2 separate regions of the Mus musculus genome follow, and region 2 is linked to region 1. A link is a contact called in public Hi-C data. All regions are on one chromosome and are shown on one strand. Each heading gives the region's core, a stretch centred on a gene start, on an enhancer-like site or on the middle of the called end of the contact. The rest is flanking DNA. Distances are from core to core; before and after follow the strand shown.

What was found. Hi-C and Micro-C count contacts between places; a contact is called where the count stands out from the background.
Region 2: a contact with region 1 is called in a Hi-C map of CD8 T cells, with 6 times the contacts expected there. The contact joins the promoter of Aimp1 here to the promoter of Larp7 in region 1. A contact is called at or near these places in 1 of 39 promoter capture datasets (pre-B cells) and 2 of 484 Hi-C or Micro-C datasets (CD4 T cells and CD8 T cells).

The regions. Positions count from the first base shown.
Region 1 is chr3:127,549,322-127,554,834 of GRCm38.p6, reverse strand. It overlaps Larp7 (La ribonucleoprotein domain family, member 7), which reads left to right and starts at 1,486. Exons shown (of 13, transcript NM_138593.2): 1 at 1,486-1,652. It overlaps Zgrf1 (zinc finger, GRF-type containing 1), which reads right to left and starts at 1,346. Exons shown (of 26, transcript NM_197997.2): 1 at 1,180-1,346.
Region 2 is chr3:132,682,153-132,687,816 of GRCm38.p6, reverse strand. Aimp1 (aminoacyl tRNA synthetase complex-interacting multifunctional protein 1) reads left to right here and starts at 3,938. Exons shown (of 7, transcript NM_007926.2): 1 at 3,938-4,024. The coding sequence starts at 4,023. It overlaps Tbck (TBC1 domain containing kinase), which reads right to left and starts at 3,673. Exons shown (of 26, transcript NM_001163455.2): 1 at 3,423-3,673; 2 at 825-1,045. The coding sequence starts at 1,017.

The sequences.
Region 1 (5,513 bases), core at 237-2,736:
TAGTTGTTTCGCATATAATAGGAGCATGCACATATTTTCTAACATAAATAAGTTATCTCTAGATTACTTGTACCTAGTAGGTTGTAAATGATATGCAAACAGTGATTAAACTGCATTGTTCAAGAAATGGTAACAAGCCTGACTTGGTGGAACACAACTTTGATTCCAGTGCACAGGATGCACAGTCAGGTGGATCTGTGACTTCAAGGCAGCCTGGTTGCCTGTCTACCTATAGGGCTCCAGGACAGTCAGGACTAACTACATAGATAGACACTGTCTAAAAGGAAGAAATAAAAATGATAATTTAAAAATCTGTATGCTCAGTACTAACAACTTTTTTCTATTTCCCATCTATAACTGGCTGAATACAGATCCAGAAATTACAGGTACAGAGGGTTGACTATATACCCTAGTCAATATAGCACAACATCCTAGAGCCAAATATACAATATATAATTCCTCTGCAAGGAAAATTTTGTTCTTTCTTTTACCCAGTGCTAGGGGCTGACAAAAGGGACTATATGTAAACTAGGTAATAGTGCTTACATGCATCCAGTCCTTTATGTTTGTTTAAAATAGGATCTGACCATATTGCACAATCCCGTCCTAGCCTCTGGAAATAGCTGGGATATTACAAGCAATATGCCACCACACCCAGGAAGAAAAATCTCTTGGACAGTGCTGCAGCAGCCACTGTAACTACCATGTTAACTATAAGGTCAAATTTTGAAATCTTGAAATCGTCGATGGTGAACTGAATACAGATGCAAAAGCAGCACACATAAGCACACATATCTTCAAGTGGTTCCAGGGACATGACCTGACAATTAGTTAGCAATGAACATTTTAGGTCCTATTCTTTTAGGTCCTATTCTTGATCTATTACGTTAGGAAGTCCAGCTCTGGAGCCCAACAACAGTTTCTATCTGGCCCTCTGCAGTGATGAAAAACTGTCACAATAGCTCAGAACAGCACCGCTCAAACCAGGAAAGTTTCCAAACCACGAACGGCCTGCTAAACCACAAGGAACAGTACAGATCCCTAAAAGAAACATAGCTTCACTTGCCAAGCCTTGACACTTCAAGGTTTTGTATCACTAAATAATAATGGCCCCCTTGGTCCTATGTCAGCCCCTAAAACACCCACAACCGGGATGGGCCGCTATGGTGACCGCCTCACCCGGCACTCTAACGGCGCCTCGTGGGTCGCTTCCGTGGAGGCGAGTCAGTGTCCAGTGCTCTCCCAACCGCGCCAAGTCGCCCGGTCTGTCCACCCTTCTTGCCTAGAACACGGGAGAGAAAAGTCTCCACTTCACCGGCTCAATGACATAAACTCCACTTTCTAATTTCTCCCGCCAACTTAAGTGACGTCATCAAGCAGGGACGGTACCGCGGAGGCCCCGCCCGCCGCCGTTCGCAAACCACCAATGGAACTCCGCGTGCCAGCGCAGTCACCGCGTGGCTCCCGCCCCCGAGATGCTCCGCCTATGACGTCAGCAACGAACCCTGGGCCTCGGACCCGTCTTTCCGTAGCGGGCTGAGAGAAGCGCGTCGCTACTCGAATGACGCAAATTTCCGCCGACCGCAGGGGTCGGGAGAAGGAAAGCGTGGGAGAACACAAGCGCTGACCGTGGATCTGGGGACGAGCACGGAGTAAGTCACTACTGGCCTGCAGAGCCTCTCAGACCCGTAGAGGTGGGAACTCCTCTCAGTCGGGTCTCCTGAGGGCCACCCTCCATCCGCGGTCCGCCTCACCCCGCCCCCGTCGCCACTGTGCCGTTGGTTTGGCGCCGTGCGTTGTGCGCACGCGCAGTTCCCTGGCGGCCCCTGCTATTCGGAGCTCAGTACAGAGGGGGCGGGCCGAGCTTGGGGTTGGGGTGTTTGGGGCACGCCCGGCTGCGGGGGGGGGGGGGGGGGGGAGTCTGTGCGGAAGTAGGGTTGCTCAGAGGAACTGTGGGTGTTAGGCAGGTTGTCTTCCCAAAGGACATCAGTTGTGAGAACTTGCATTCTAAAGTTCAGTCTTTTCTTTTTGCTAGTCCCTCTATAGAAAAAGCCGTTGTAGAAGGGGCTAACAGTAATGAATTTAAGTTCTGAGTGCGTTTATGAGAAATTAAGGAGAAATATGAGTGGAGAGTTCATTGAGAATGGAAATCCTCAAGAAGTAAGACTGCCTTTTAGTAGTCTTTCGAAGCCGGGCGGTGGTGGGAAACCGAATGACTTCATAAAACATTCACACTAAAAGATTATTTGGAGCAAAGTTCCAGACCGCTAAAGGGTTTGCCGTGACTACAACTTTGGTTCTCAATCTTTTGGGTACTCTTCTTTTTGTTTAAAGCCTGGAAAATATTATTGTCGAGTTCCTTTGAAAATTTTACATGTACCTGTGGAAACATTTTGTATGTGATTTTACAAACAAAACCTTTGATTTAAAATTTAAAAAAAAAAAAATGGTCTTTTGCTTTACATCTAGCACAGCTTACTTCCAGATTATCTGTGACATTCACTGTCTTTGGGCAGTGTTGCAACTTTGTAACTTGTTGAAAACATAAAGATGAAAACCATGTTTGCCCAATCATTGCCCCTGACCAGTATATGTTAACATTCATTTTGACTTTATGCTGCATATTGATCTGGTCTTTTCTCCTTTAAACAGACTAGTTCCACTTAAATTTACCATATTCCTTTATATTTGTATAAGCATGATTTTACCTTTTGTTTAAAAGTTTGTCTTATAACATCTCATGGATTCCTAAGATGTCTTTAAACTCCCAGAAGTGTCAGGGAGGTCAGATGAAGAATTCCTGGGACAGCCCAGGCAGTGGTGACGCACACCTTTAATCCCAGCATTTGGGAGTTGGCAAAGGCAGGTGGATTTCTGAGTTCGAGACCAGCCCGATCTACAGAGTAAATTCCAGAACAGCCAGGCTATACAGAGAAACCCTGTCTTGAAACCACCACCCACCACCCCCCAAAAAAGAAATTCCTGGGTCAGAATATAGTGTGAATGCTGACAGAGTGTAGCTTCTACTAAACGGTAGACAGTGTAAGAGTCAAACACCTCGGTTTGCTTACCTACCTAGTTTTGACTGAATTACATAACCTTTCAGCCTCCCTTTGAAAAGGGGAAAGAAACGACCAAGTAGGATTGTCAAGATTTAAAACTATCTATCTATATAAATATCTGGCATTGCTTCACAGTAATTTCTTTGTTCCAAGACTGTGAGTTTTGTGGGTGGATGTTGTTTGTTTGTTTGTTTGTTTGATTGTTTGGAGGCAGGATTTTTTATGTAGCTCTGGCTGTCCAGAAATTCTGCAGAGCAGGCCAGCCTCAAACTCAGAGATCCACCTGCCTCTACCTCCCAAGTACTGGTATTAAAGTTGTGTATCACCACATTCATTTAGCAGTATATTTATGACACTACAAAAAAAAAGAAAAAAGAAAAACTTATCAGAATCACTAATGTTTCAAGTTTAGAAATAACCTTCACAGACTAGAAAGATAGCTCAGCCATGAAAAGCTAGGCTCACTCCCAAAAATATAAAATATAACCATCATAAACCATATGAGTATTATGGACAGGTGACACAAACTTCTGTAAAGGATAGGTGACTTCTAGTGCAATTATAAACTCATATTCTAATAGCAGATGGAGAAAACATTAAATGGGGGTAAGAGCCATTTCAAAGATGAAATTGATAGGATTTAGTGAAAGATTGGTAAAAATAACATGGCATCATGTTTTCCATGGCAGCTTTTCCCCCTTTGGGTTTTGGTTTTGTTTTGTTTTTTTTTGTTTGTTTGTTTGTTTTGTTTTTTGGGGTTTTTTTTTTGTTTTTTTGGGGGGGGGGGTAGGGGCAAGACAGGGTTTCTCTGTATAGCCCTGGCTATCCTGGAACTCAGTTTGTAGACCAGGCTGGCCTCGAACTCAGAAATCCACCTGCCTCTGCTTCCTGAGTGCTGGGATTAAAGGCATGCTCCACCACACCTGGCTGGTTTTTGTTTTTAAGATTTATTTTGTTTATGAGTACAGTGTAGCTGTCTTCAGACATACCAGAAGAGGGCATCAGATCCCATTACAGATGGTTGTGAGCCAGCATGCAGTTGCTGGGAATTGAACTCAGGACCTGTGGAAGAGCAGTCAGTGCTCTTAACTGATGAGCCATCTCTCCAGCCTGCGAGTCTTTTTTTAAACTTATGTAATATACATGTGTATGTATGAATGTATGTGTGTATACCGGAATATACGTGTGTGTGTGTGTGTGTGTGTGTGTGTGTGTGTGTGTGTGTGTATGAATGTATGCGTGTATACCGGAATATATGTGTGTATGTATGAATGTATGCATGTATACCGGATGCCCACAGAAGTCAGAAGAATGCTTGGATCCCCCTTGGAACCAGACTTATAGGCGGTTGTAAGCTTTGATATCAGTGCTAGAAACTGAACCTGTGTCCTCTGCAAGAGCAATAAGTATTCCTAACCACATCTCTGCAGACTTCTCCACAGCAACATTTTAAAGTGCTTAAACCACATTTTCTTTAATCAATCTTCACAGACTTGTGTCTACCTTTTATGGACCACAGAAATGAGAAAACTTCCAGACACATGCAGATATGGTTTGGTCAACTTGGTGGATTATAGTGTTAACATTAGTGAGGATAAATAGATTTTGGCCGGAAAGAATACATTTCCTTTGAAATGTGTGGAATGGCAATATAATTATTCATTACTACAGGACCTTGGGAAAGTACAAATAGGGTTAGGAGTGCAGCAAGGGCTGAGGAGTGGTTCAGTGGTAGGATATGGAAAGCCATGGGTCTAATTCCTATTCCTAGCATCAAGGAGAAAGACAGACAGAAAGTGGGTAGAGATGAGGAAGCTCTGTAACCAAGGTGTAGCCATTTAACTAACTGGTTTTCTTTGGACCTGGAGTAGGGAAGCTAAATTGTTCTGTAGTTTATGTGACTTTCTGTTTGGTCTGTAACTTGTTCCAAATTGAAGGTGTATTTGATCTGAACTGGAATATGCTAAGTTACAAAAGTAACCCTTAAGAGAAACAGGAAGAATGGCCTCTGGGCTAAGGTAGTGGAATGATAACTGTGAGCATCTGTGTTTTGCAGTTCTGTGTGCTCTGCTTTAGATCTAGTGGGTGAAGAGTAGAGTAGCTGTGAGTTCCACTATGCCTTGGATCAGAGTCTCGCAACCTTTCTCATGCTGTGACACTTTAATACAGTTCCTCATGTAGTACTAACTCCTAAGCATAAAATTATTTTGTTGCTGCTTCATGACTGTAATTTTTCTGTTTTAAGTAGTAATATAAATATCTGATATGCAGGTTATCTGATATGTGAGCCCCAAAAGTGTCTCACCTACAGGTTGAGAACCTCTGCCTTAGATGGTGGGCTTTGACAGGAAAAAGAACTAGAAAGCTGTAAGCCCGCCCATTATGATTAACAGTTAGCAGTGGAGCCTGCTCTGATCACTGAAGTCTGTATTTATATTTGTTTATACTCCA
Region 2 (5,664 bases), core at 2,689-5,188, 5.1 Mb before region 1:
TCAAGTAACAATTCATTATTGTAATGTCTTAGTATTCTACTGTTTTGTATTTTCCTCTACGGGATCATGCTCTGCCTCAATTTCCTTATCTATAAAACAACACTGTAACTGTTCCTACCGCACAGTAATATGATAAAGATTATTCATTGCTACAAGTCAGTGATTCTCAACCAGTGGGTTGTGACTTCTTTAGCAAATCTCTTTCTCCAAAAATATTTACATTATGTTTCATAATAGTAGCAAAACTAGTTATTATGTATCAACAAAAATAATTTTATGGTTGAAAATTAGTCAACCATCGTAATGAGAGATATCATAACAAAAGATTATTCTGCTCATAACCTACAAAAACCAAATATTCTCAGAGCAAATACTTTTTCAAAAATGAGCTATCCAATTTCAAGTATAGCTTAGTATGCTTTTTCAGAGAAACAAAGAAAAAGTAAATATTTATGAAGGTCGTCTTCACCATTAGGTAGAAACATATGAAATGTATTTTATAGAAAACATGGCTGAATATCAGAAAGCACAAAGGGTTGACTTTCATGTACTTTTTTATCTCCACATGCTCAGTCCAGTACAAAGAACTCAACGGCACTCAACACTGCTGTCTCAAGGCACACACTTTTCCACTACTTTAGTTCTGTAAAGGCAACTGCAACAGTGAGACAGTAAGAGTCCCTTTCACGTCAAGTCAGTCAAGAGTACTCTGAAGCACAGAGAGCAAGGTCCTGACTGCTTGTCAACAGATACTGACGCAGTATTTTCAAACTGCATCTGGAATTGAGGCAGTGAACATAAAATTCAAAAGAGAAAGATCTTACCATGCTTTCCCCTAGAAATATCCACATATTGGCACAGTCTGGGGTGGGTGATGGTCTTAAGGATTTGAAAGCGACCTAAGATTTTGATGGAATTTGGTGTGAGAGGAAGTCCGTTGCTTCCACAAACATCATGTGGGAGAGCAGAGGCAAAGAAGGTAAAGGCGCCCATCTCAGCATCCTTCAGAGGAAACATTTTGTAGTCTTGGATCCTTTAAGATGATCTACAAAACGAAAGAATTTTATGACACAATGAGCTAACATTAATCCAGTACTTTCTCAATTTAAAATTAAAAGTCGCCGGGCAGTGGTGGCTCACGCCTTTAATCCCAGCACTTGGGAGGCAGAGGCAGGCGGATTTCCGAGTTCGAGGCCAGCCTGGTCTACAGTGAGTTCCAGGACAGCCAGGGCTACACAGAGAAACCCTGTCTCGAAAAAACCAAAAAAAAAAAAAAAAAAAAAAAATTAAAAGTCAACTTGGAAAAACAATACAAAACAACCATGATACTCTGAGAGCAAGTATTTTTAAAAAAGTCAGTTTAAAAATTTAAAGACAATGTTTGAAAGAAAAACACCTAAGCACATGTTTATATTGCAGCTCAAAATCAATTTCAAAGGTTTTCAATAGCGTAAAAAAGAGAAGAGTTAGAAGATTTCATCTTCCCATTCAATTATCCCTGCAACTGAGGAGGGGTGTGCTGTTGCTTTGCTGTTCTGCTTTGTACAGGGTCCTCACCTAGCCCAGGCTGGCCTTGAACTCCTAACCCCCTGCCTTCACCTCCCCGGGACTTGCTTACACACATGCACCACCTTGCAGGGCCACGTAGCCATAGAAGGGGATGCATGCTTTCTCCAAAGAGAAACCAAAAGGCAAAAACAGAGGAAGGGGGTTTGAAAAGGAGAAAGGTTAAAAATATATCTAAACACACAATCTACTAAATCAAGCACACTTACCATTGGAGGGAAAGAATGAACCTGAATTATCTTTGATATTACAAAAAGGTCCATGGTCATGACATTGAGGGAAGGAAAAAATGTGACCTAGCACACTGTGTGGGTTTGCACTGAAAAGTAATTATAAATCCCTACTACCATGAACATTTGTTTTTCTGCACATAGATTAAACAACACACTTAGGAACTATGACTAATTTTGACAATGTATAAGTAAAAGTCCTGCTAAGGAAAAAATGCAGGTGTCCCTAGACTACACTAGGAATTAATGATAGCACTATTTGCTAGACTTCATCAGCTAATTAGTCATAACTTTTTGTTTAAAGATACTACTTGCTTTCAAAACATAAAAAGCCAAGTACTAATAGCCATATGCATTTGATGACTGACCAGGAGAGAAACCCTAGACTGCCTCAATCTGGTTTGACAATTGAAATTAATGTGTGCTCTTTATAATAAAAAGGATATACACATTAGTTCCACCACAGATCGGTTATGCCCATCCTGTTTTTACGAAAAGTTTTGATGCAAACCACTTCATATCCAATGCACACCTCAGACTTGCTCTACAAGAAGCCTGTAGAGCACAAGGCTCCTCTGTTCATTGGGAGCCAAATAAAGTCTCCCATAGGCTTTCAGAATTAATGGACCTGAAAACTTGGTAACACAGGCGAATTTGTTTTCTTGGTGATAAATGGAGAGAGCCAGTGCTATTCTCATCATAATAGAGGAGTCAAAACACATACTCAAAAGTTCATGTGAAAATAGTTATGACCACTATTCTGAATCTTGTCGATACTGTGAGCTAGCTTAAGTCTACTTGAATCTTAACTTCTTATTCAATGAGTAGATGCAAAATTACAGAAAGTTATATCTACATAGCAGGCTTGAAGTCATAGGAAAGGTGAGACATAACCTCAGCATTTTAATATTTAACTTTTACAATGATATATTAGATTTTCCGTTATAGACATTAAATAACATACAACTGAAAAATCAGACAAGTGTTTATGACTCAAAAAGATAAACCACAAGCAAGAAAACAAATTTCAGTATCAGTCTATCTCTCTGGTGTGCATGAAGCTCACGAACAAAAAATTGACACACACACACACACACAGGTGCTCACACTTGGTAACTAGAAGAGAGTGAAAAATGAAAACGATGAAGTCAGAGATTACAAGAGAAAGCCATGTAGGCAGGTAGTTGGCTTGGAAAATTTACTCAGGGAATACTTTGAAACTTCTACGTTAAGTCTGACGTTTCTGTAGCCAGAACACTGAAAACCACAAACATGGCCTGCACCTATAATGAACAAGACACAATGTAAACTCTTAAAGAGATTGGAGATGACTCACGTGAGTCGAAAATGTAGAAGAAGAAGAGGAGGAGGAGGAGAAAAGGGGGGAAAAAAGAGGGGTAGTGGGGAGACGTGGATTTTATCCAGAGTAAAATCGTATTTGCATTTCTAAGACTCGGTGAACTTGGGCTTCAGGGAGAAGGAAGTTTGGAGACAAACACAACAGCAAGCAGCTCCACAGATTGGTTCTATGGGTTCCTGCAGAATGGCCGGGTCACTCACAGTACCTGATTGTCCCACAAGTCCCACCCACTAACGCCAGGCAAGCGGCGACACCAGAATACCTGCCTGAATCTGGGGACGCAGAGATTGGGGGGTTGAGCTCCTAAGCGCGGAAGCTATGCCTGGCAGTGCTTAGTGGGCCGTGTCCTGCATTTCAGGCGCGTCTACAAGAGGCCGCCTAGGGAAGGTGACAGCCGGAGCGACACGCCTCCGTCCGCGCGGGCCTCCCGGGTCCCCGGCTCAGAACCCGAGGGTGAGCGCGCACCTCGCTCCACTGACAGCGCCCAGCACCCCCTCCCCCGCCGCCGCCTCGGGTCGGCCACTGCTCATGACGTCACATCGCCGAGACGCAACCCCGGGGGAAGACCCCAAAACTTCCGGCCGCCTGTCCCTTGCCCAGACAGACAGCCAAATGTAGCGAGTGAGAAAGAAGTGAGGGAAGATCGGAGGGAGGGAGGAAGGAAATGGGAGATGGGAGCTCAGTGTGGTACAGGGAGAGAGCTGGCGCAGGCAGCGGACGGCCGATGAGCGGTGAAACTGTGAAACGCTCAGGCATTTATCAGGGACAGCCTCCTGGGTCCTTTCTCGCTGCCGGGGACTGCGGGAGGCTGGCCCTTCCTTCTCCCGGCTGAGGCTGCTCAAGAGCTGCGGTTGGGTCACCGCTTCATGTGAGTGTCCCGATCCAGAGTTCTTCCCTTTCTCACCCGGGAAAAAGAACCTGACCTTCTGTGTAGTAGTGGGAAGCGCGGTCAAAACCTCCACCCACGTGCCCCCTTTTGATTCAACTTAGTTTGGGCAATGAATACGTGGCCGAGGGAGAGCATGCTACTGGAGGCAGGGGGTGAATGCATTACCTTGTTTCCTTTTAAGTGAGAGTGCAAAGGATTTCCAGTGTTTGTACGTGAGGACGGGTTGAAGAAGGAGATTCCTTGATTTCAACAGATATTAGAAACACCAGCTACCACTATACTCCCGGCAACAGTTTAGTTATTGGGTAAAGATCCATAAACTAAGTAGAAATGACTGTCAACGAAACGGACAAAAATCCCAGTCGTTGCCTCTCGGCTAGGGCTTATTGTTGAAGTACAGCATTAAAAGTAAGGTGAACACTCTGTATTTTAATATTGATATGTTTTACTTATGGGTATGTGTTCATGCCCGAGTGAGTTTTTGTGCAAAACTTGTGTGGAGGTAAACGCGGAGGCTAGAAAGCATCAGACCCCTGGGACCTGGAGTTACCTGTGATTGTGTGCTCCTGTGTAAGTGCTGGGCCCTGAGCTTGGGTTCCCTGCAACAAGCACTAAACGCTTTTTAGTGTTGGCATTTTATACTTAAATATTTTAGATTATAAGTACTGCACAGAAAAGGTATTAAGCCATAAAAAAAAAAAGGTAGATTATTTGACATGGTTGCCAGAGAAGGTTCTCAAGGAAAAGATGGCTTTCTAGGAAGGAGGTGACACAAATAGAATTAACAATAGAGAAAACCTTCAAGAAGTACAGTCAGTCATAAGGCCAAGCCATTGCGAAGGCCATGCAACAGAAACTTACCAAAGTATGAAGGGGTCTGACCAATGCCTGTGGGCTCAGAACTGAGAGAGGGGATTCATGATGCAGACAGAGAGTGTGGGCTAATCAGGGGGAGTGAAAGCCATAGAAGGTTTTCCAAGGCCAAGTAATGTTACCCAGCTTCGTTTTAAGAGGGTTACTCCATAGCCCTCTTAGACTGGGGGCAGAAGTGAGAAAGGAGATCAGTTAGGAGGCTTTTGTTTTACCTCAAAGGGAACATAACAGTGTCTTCAATAAAGGTCCTAAGTGTCCAGTCAGGTCTTGAGTGTGTTTCCCAAATAATGAAAGCATTTAGGCTTTGGGAAACATTTTGAGTGAATTGTGTGAATTTCAGAATGACAAACATAAGTTAAAATCATGGTTTTGCCGTATAATAATTGGATGAATCCAGACAATACATATACTTTCTCCTGGTGTATAAAATGATATCTTACATGGTGGAGAGTAAATGTCAATGTCAAATGTCCATTAGTTATTGTTCTTATTTGCATTCTTGAATTGGAAGTAGGCGTGATGGTGTGGTTGAAGTGATTGGTTAACTTATTTTAAAAATGAAATGATAAAAGATTGTTCACTGTGATAACAGGAGGCCTAGCCAAGCCTTTTGCATTTTATGTATGTCTTCTACTGGGAGAAAAGGTTTTGAATTAAGTCATAATATTAGAAAAGCATGGATTATCCCTTCATAGTAATCAATTTTACTTTCTCCCCCCATTGTCATCATTTAATATGGCTAGAAC